2 separate regions of the Sus scrofa genome follow, and region 2 is linked to region 1. A link is a contact called in public Hi-C data. All regions are on one chromosome and are shown on one strand. The core of a region is the stretch at or near the end of the contact, and the rest is flanking DNA. Distances in the headings are between cores, read along the strand shown.

The links. A called contact is a pair of places that touch in the nucleus more often than the background predicts.
Region 2: a contact with region 1 is called in a Hi-C map of omental adipose tissue, with 13 times the contacts expected there. The contact joins two enhancer-like sites. A contact is called at or near these places in 6 of 47 Hi-C or Micro-C datasets (embryonic fibroblasts, fetal skeletal muscle, mesenteric adipose tissue and 3 more).

The regions. Positions count from the first base shown.
Region 1 is chr12:27,052,740-27,056,571 of Sscrofa11.1, reverse strand. No RefSeq gene overlaps it. Among named protein-coding and RNA genes, the nearest start is that of WFIKKN2, 39 kb to the left of the region's middle. Within about 2 kb of position 1,996, at least 53 of the 83 cell types and tissues checked have an H3K27ac peak or open chromatin away from gene starts, as enhancers often do. A contact at or near this core is called in omental adipose tissue and retroperitoneal adipose tissue, where this site is marked.
Region 2 is chr12:43,413,381-43,417,212 of Sscrofa11.1, reverse strand. The region is part of intron 3 of RAB11FIP4 (rab11 family-interacting protein 4); the gene reads left to right. Among named protein-coding and RNA genes, the nearest start is that of RAB11FIP4, 59 kb to the left of the region's middle. Within about 2 kb of position 2,007, at least 21 of the 83 cell types and tissues checked have an H3K27ac peak or open chromatin away from gene starts, as enhancers often do. A contact at or near this core is called in omental adipose tissue and retroperitoneal adipose tissue, where this site is marked.

The DNA.
Region 1 (3,832 bases), core at 747-3,246:
TCATGGCTCAGTGGTTAATGAACCTGACTAGCATCCATGAGGATGTGGGTTCGATCCCCGGCCGCTCTCAGTGGGTTAAGGTTCCAGTGTTGCCGTGAGCTGTGGTGTAGGTCGCAGACAAGGCTCAGATCCCGCATTCCTGTGGCTGTGGTGTAAGCCAGTGGCTACAGCTGATTGAACTCCTAGCCTGGGAACCACATACGCCTTGGGTGCAGCCCTAAAAAGACAAAATAAAATAAAATAAAATACCGAGCCCCTACTTGGGAGTTCCCATTGTGGTGCAGCAGGTTAAGAATCCGACTAGTGTCCATGAGGATGTGGGTTCAATACCTGGCCCCACTCAGAGGATTTAGGATCCAGCGTTGCCGTGAGCTATGGTGTGGATCGCAGACGTGGCTCAGATCTGGCGTTGTGGCTGTGGTGTAGGCTGGCAGCTGCAGCTCTGATTCAACCCTAGCCTGGGACCTTCCATAGGCCATGGGTGTGGCCCTAAAAAAATAAATAAGTAAAATAAAATAAAACTGACCCCCTACCTGGAAGTCCTCATCTAAGGCCAAAGCAGCTCCATTTACCCACTGGTTCAGACCAAAGCATCTCCTTGACTGCTGCCTCTCCTTCTTCCAGTGCACCTGCCACCTCTGTTGCAACCAGCTCCAAGGTGCATGCTAACTCTGGCCCCCTCGCTACTACCAACTCTCTCCCTGACAAGAGGAACAGCCTCCCCATCCCCTCAGGGGCTCCCTTCTGAAAATGTAATTCAGCCCTCTGATGGCTCCCTTCACACCTGGAGCAGAGTCCAAGCTGCTCATCAGACCCACAGAGGGCCACGGTGGCCTGGGTCATCGGTCATCGCCACGCCACGAGTTCACCTCCTTCCTCGGTTCCAGGGCCCGGGCGACCCAGCACCTCCTGCCGTAGAGCCTCTGCACCTGCTGCCCTGGAAACTTCTTCCTCCCATACTCACTGGCTCACTCTTTCCCCCATTAGGGCTCATCTCAGTTCAATAGCAAGGACTTCCCTGGCTGCTCAGCCTCAGATGGGGCCTCCCAGTCCTCAAAGCGCACCTTACTCTGTGTTTATTCTATGTCCTGGCCTCCGCATTGTAAGCCCCCAAAGGACAAGGACTTTGTCACTTTACATGTCGCTGTGTCCCCGGTGTTAGAACAGGGTTTACTGAATTGCAAATGTTCAATAAATATTTGTTGAATAGGAGGTCCCGTCGTGGCTCAGCAGAAACGAATCCAACTAGGAACCATGAGGTTGCAGGTTCGATCCCTGGCCTCACTCAGTGGGTTAAAGATCTGGCGTTGCCGTGAGCTGTGGTGTAGGTTGCCGACGAGGCTCAGATCTGGCGTTGCTGTGGTGTAGGCCGGTGGCTAGAGCTCCGATTCAACCCCTAGCTTGGGAACCTCCATATGCCACGGGAGTGGCCCTAAAAAGACAAAAAATATATACATATTTGTTGAATAGAACAAAATGGTGATGGGAGGAGGTGGGTTCCTATGCAGGGCCGGAGGTGGGGGATTCGGAGCTCAGATCAAGGGGTCTCGCTCAAGCACAGGAGGGCCCTGGTCCTTAGCCCTCCCTGCCTCCTCGAGTGTGACCCTCTAGACTCAGTCCTGGGACTTTGCTTTTATTTATTTATTTATTTATTTATTTATTTATTTCTAGGGCCGCCCCCGCAGCATATGGAGGTTCCCAGGCTAGGGGTCAAATCGGAGCTGTAGCTGCTGGCCTACAGCCACAGCAACACGGGATCCGAGCCATGTCTGCGACCTACACCACAGCTCATGGCAACTCCTGATCCTTAACCCACTGAGCGAGGCCAGGGATCGAGCCTGCAACCTCATGGTTCCTTGTCGGATTTGTTTCCACTGCGCCATGACAGGAACTCCAGTCCCGGGACTTTGATCCAGTCGGCTGTTAGACGGGGTGTGTGGAGGGCTGCGTGTTTCTGCTCTTGCCCTTTGCTTTATCACGAGAACATGCCCGGGCAAGCCGGCCGGATGATGAGAGCCCCACAGATATGTGTGTAGAGAACATTCTGGGCTGGACTGAGGGCACAGCTAATGCCAAGGCCCGAAGGCAGGACCTTGCCCGGTGTGCTCGAGAGAGGGCAGGGCAGCCCAGGGAGGGAGGGACAGTCCCCAGGGAGGCCACAGGAGCACCGAGGACTTTGCAGACCCCAGTGAGACAGGGGGGGCCTTTCCTCTATGTGAAATGAGCGGAGGCGGGTGTGATCGTTGTACTGCTGGTGAGAAAAGATACAGGCATGTGGCAGAAGCAGGGAGATGAGGGCTGGGGGACGTGGCGGTAAAGAGACCAGGGGCGGCCACCGCAGAGCAGGGGAGATGAGGTGGGATTCTGAGCGGGAGGGTGTGGGGGGTGCTTAGAGCTGGAGGATTTGCATAAGGACGGAGGTGGGGGTGAGCCCATGAGAGCAGGAAGGAGTTCTGAGCCGAAGACAGCAATGAGACCCCGCCTGAGGCCTTGGCGTGCTGCCCGGAGGGCCCCCCCGCCCGCCCTCTCCCTGCCGCTGTACTAGCCCCTTTTTCATTCCTCAAACACATGCATTTCTCCCCTGCCTCAAGCCGTTGCCACTTGCTGTCACCACTTTTCACTGGCTTTGCCTGGGAACCCTTGTCACTGGGTCACAGCTGAAAAGCCCTTCATAGAGACCTTTTGGGGACCCCACCCACCCCTGGATGATGGGCTGGGAGGCTCTTTCTCCTCCCCCCCTGCCCTGTCTCCCCCTTTCCGGGGCTCATTGTAATCCTGTGTTCTCTGGGTTAATGCCTGTCTCTGCTGGATTATGGAAAGCAGGGCCCTTTCTTAGCCAAGCTCCAGAGACAAGCTGCCTGCATTCACGCCTTGATTCCTCCTGTTTAAACCCATGCGGATGTAGGAAATCTACTAAACCTTCCCCCTCGGAAGGATGGCAGTAACTGAGATCCCATGAAATCATTAACATAAAGCACTTAGCTCAGTGCCTGGGACGTGGTTCAACAAATGTTAGCCACTACGCTAGCCACAGTAAGAAGCCCCGGGTAAGAACAATCTAGAAGCACTTAGTCTGTTTACATGACTTAACCATATTTGGCAAGCTCTCCGAGGGGTGGAAACCAGCAGCACTCCGGGTATCAGACGGCCTATGTGAGGCAGGTTGGAAACTGCCTCTTGGCAAACGCACAACTGGGGAAAGAAAAGAGATGTATGGCGTTTGTTGTTTTTGGTTGCTTAGCATCCAGACCCAGGGTTGGGAGGGCAGATCCCTAGACGGGCAGGAGGCAGGGTTCCCCTATGGAAGCCCAGTGGGGCCAAACTCCCTCTCCCAGATCCCTGCAGAGAGAGCTTGGCTGCTCAGCCTGAGCACATCCAGCTACCTAGGACTGGGCATTGACTGAAGGTCACAGAGAAGCTGGGACCATGCAGGTGTTTCTCCTCCGATGTTGGGGGCCCAGAAACCAGCACCCAGGGGCAGTGGTGACCGCGATGTCAGCGGCCGGCCCATCCTCACTTGTTCGGCTTTGTTCTACCTCCCAGCCTTCCGGGTTCCTGCCCAATTGATAAGCCCGGTTCTCCAGCCTAGTTTGTGATGCTATAGCCACCCATCATCCTTCCGGAACATTCCTTTCAGGCTGTAGGTAACTAGAGTTGTTCCTGTTCTTTGCCCCCAGGAATGCTGGCTTGTCTCCTAGCCAAAGGGGCTGAGTAACCACCCTCAGAAACCCTCGGTCAGCCCTCAGCCTTGGCTCCACCCTAAACACCACCCAGAGCACGGAACACGCCTGGAGTGCTGCGGCCTGTGCGTCAGCCTGTGCTCACAGAACCC
Region 2 (3,832 bases), core at 758-3,257, about 16 Mb before region 1:
AGAATGTTTTCAAGCATCAGCTCTCCTGCCCGCGTCCCCTGCCACCTCCGGTCTTTCTCGGGCTTAATCCTTATCTGGGTGGAGCTGGTGGAACCAGGAGATCTGGTCCAGCATCAGCCGACGCTCGCCTTCCCAAATGGCTCCGTCGTACCTCTCTGAGCTCCGGGCCTCTCCCTGCCTCTGAGGACTCAGGAGCTCAGGGAGGTCATTCAAGCCCTTGGAGGGCCTGGCCCTGGGCCTGGCTGGTCCCCCTGCACCCCCCCCTTTCTCCCCCCCCCCCCCCCCCGCCTCGTGGCCTGGGGAGAGGCAGCTCCATTACTGCTCTTTTTCTCTCCTTTCATCCCTGCTGTGATAGAATCTGCCCTGAGCGGTCAGTGCCCGGCCAGCTCTCAGGGCCCATTCTAATGAAGGTAACTGAATGCCCAGGCAGCTGAAACCGGCCTTTTGCAAAAGGGCCAGGGGAGGGCTGCCCTCGAGGGCAGACTGTGCCAGCTCTTGTTTGCCTTAGCCTGGTATTAGAGACTGGCTGGGCCCTGCTGCGCTGATGGAGGGGCCCAGGAAGGGGAAGGGGACGGAGAGCAGGTTTATTTGGGGTGAGCTGGGCTGGCTCCTGGCAGTTTGCTTTCAGTGCTTTCAGGAGTTGAAAAGGCAAACAGTAGATTTGGGTCACAAGGGGGTGGGTGGAGAAGGAGACGGTCTCATTAACCAGGATTCTGCTGCCAAGGGCTGGGGCTCCGGGCTCCGGCCTCGGAACCCTTCTGATCAGAGCTTCTCCTTCCCTCCTGCCCTCCCTCCTGCCCTCCCTCTGCTCAGAACCCACAGTTTCAAGCTGCTCCCGGGCAGACAGGTGTCACAAGGTCCAGAGCTCCTTTCCCTCGACTCAGGGGGCCTGCAGCAGAGTAGAAGGGCCTGCATCCAAATCCTGGCTCTGAACATCCTTGGGCAGGTTATGTAATCATTTTGAGCCTCGGTTTTGTCATCTGTGAAATGGGAAGAGTAGCACGTATGCTCGGGTGCATCCAGATGTTGTGGGGCCTGAAGCTCTTACAGTGTGTGGTCCTTTTGCCAATTTTACAAAGCCCGTGACCATGCAAGCCCACTGGCAGGGCCCCTCCTGAACACGGGAGGGCCCTAGAAGTCTAAATTGCATTGCGTGCACGTCCACCTGGTAGGACTATGAAGGATCCAGTGGGCTGATATGAGGAGAGCTGCTAGAACAGAACAGAGGAAGGCCCTGGGAAGTGCTCACGTTTCGTCTTATTACCTCTCAGGATTGTCCTGAGTGTCAGGGGTACGCGGAGTTATGCTCGTGGCACCCCACGCGGTGCCAGCAGATATGTTCTCTCGTTAGCTCACCCAGTGGTGCTCACAATAGGCCGGGCGCTGGGTTGAGGTCTGGGGTCACATGTTCCTCCGAGTGCGTTCAGTCTGGGAAGGGTTAGGGTTAGGGTTAGGGTTAGGTCTCTGCTGAGGCTCAGGTTTGATCCCTGGCCTGGGAACATTTGTATACCGTGAGCACAGCCAAAAACAAATGTTAAAGAATCAACAATGTGTATTAAATGACATATCTTTCAACACACACATAAAACAGTTGTGTGCTGATCGGTTCATGAAAATGTTGTGCTCGAAGACGGGCAGGAAGCAACTTGAATGTCAGCTACGGGAAGCAGAGCTTGTACTTGAACCTGGCCGGCCGGGCACTAGAGCACCTCCCGGCTGGCCGGCTGTGAATGTGGCCCTGTGGTCTAGGGAGACGGCAGGCGGCCCAGCCTGGAAGAAAGGTTTCTTTGCCAGGGCACTGGGCGGCGCCCCTCCCTCCGTGCGCCAGCCTCCCCTGGGCTGGGCCTCTCCAGGGACCACTTGACACAGGCGCCCCTTCAGTCCTCCGGGCTGAGGCCGCGGAGCCCCGCCGGCTTGTGGTTTCCCCCTAAGTGGGAGGAACACCGGCTCAGTGTCCCGGGGCCAGGGCTTTCGGTTTGCCTTTGCCCAGCCCAGCCCTGGAAGGGAAGCCGCAGTGGAGGTGGGGGTGCCCGAGAGGGAGCCCAGCCCGCCTGTTTATTCAGGGGCGGCCTGGCCCATCCTGGGCGGGTCCAATGAGCCTTGGCCCCGGGCCCTCCGGACACCACTACCCCCCTAGGGGCCCGCTGTCTCCCCAGCCCCGCTCACTGCCCTGTCATAGAGCAGAGCCCACAACACCCCTTCTGTCATTTAGGGGGCGGCTTGTTTGTTGTGGTTCGGGTGTTTTTGCATTCCAGGATTACTAAGATAATTTAGCAGACAATTGCAGGGGACTGGGCTTTCAAAGTGGATCGCAAGCCTTCGGGATGTGTCCTTCTAACCCGAGAAAAGATGTCAGATTGTCTTCATCCAGTCCCAGCCTTGTCTACGAGTTATTTTCCTCCCAGGAGCGGCTGAATTCCTGAGATGAAGGACCGGTCGCCCTGGGTCCATGGTCATGCAGGTCCTAGTTGCCCGCTGGGAACAGGGGTGCAGGGAGGGCTAACAGCACGTGAGGGGGGGCTGCGACCGTGATCGGGGGGCTCAGGGGGCGTCCAGGGCCCACTCTGCCAAGTGCAGCTGAGGCCAGGCAGTGGGCCTCCAGAACAGCTCTGGAGGAGCTCCCTTTGTGGCACAGTGGAAACAAATCTGACTAGTATCCATGAAGATGTGGGTTCTGTTTTTGTTTTTGTGGCTTTTTTTTGGCTTTTTATGGCCACACTCTTGGCATATGGAGGTTCCCAGGCTAGGGGTCTAATCAAAGCTGTAGCCGCCTGCTTATACCAGAGCCACAGCAACTCAGGATCCAAGCCACATTGCGACCTACACCACAGCTCACGGCAACGCTGGATCCTTAACCCACTGAGCGAGGCCAGGGATCGAACCTGCAACCTCATAGTTCCTAGTCAGATTCGTTAACCACTGTGCCGCAACGGGAACTCAAAGATGTGGGTTCTATTTTGCCCTAAAAAGCAAAATAAAATGAAATAAAACAGCTCTGGGAGGGTTGGGGGTGACCCAGCAGAGAGGGCATCCTGGGTGCCAAGCTGTGGGGCCGAGGAAGGAGCCTAGGCTTGGAGTGAAAAGAGCCAGTAAGACCCCCATAGCCCTCCCTGAGCCACTGCAAACAGACACTGTCGCCAGAGGTCCCAGCCTCAGGGCAGCTGAGGCAGCGTTTGGACTGCAGCTTCTCCAGTGTGGGGCCTCTCTGGTGACTCACACACCCAGCACACACGCGTGTGCACACATGCTGATGCCTGGAAGGGCCTCCCCTTCACCTGGAGCCCTAGGTGTCCAGCGCTGCATCAGAGAGCCCTGGACTCTGCGTCTCCTTGTATTTCCAGGTGGCTGGCCTGTGGTTTCTGCTCAGCAAATGTTTGAATAAATGAACTAGTGAATGAATGAATGAATGCGTGGTCTCCGTTCCACTGTGGTTGCTTTCAGGAAGTTATCTTACACTTCAGAGCCTCCCTCTTTTAGCTGCACAGTCTCTCGGGTCAGCTGCCTGGTTCTGAATCCTGGCTCTCCACCTCTTGGCTTTATATCCATGAGTAATCCCTTTGTGCCTCAGTTTCCTCATCCGTAAAATGAGCAGCAGAAACGAATCTGACTAGGAACCATGAGGTTGCGGGTTCGATCCCTGGCCTCGATCAGTGGATTAGGGATCCGGCATTGCCATGAGCTGTAGTATAGGTCACAAACGCGGCTCAGATCCTGTGTTGCCGTGGCTGTGGTGTAGGCCAGCAGCTGCAGCTCTGATTTGACCCCTAGCCTGGGATCTTCCATGTGGTGCAGGTGAGTCCCTAAAAATACCAAAAAAAAATAAATAAATAAA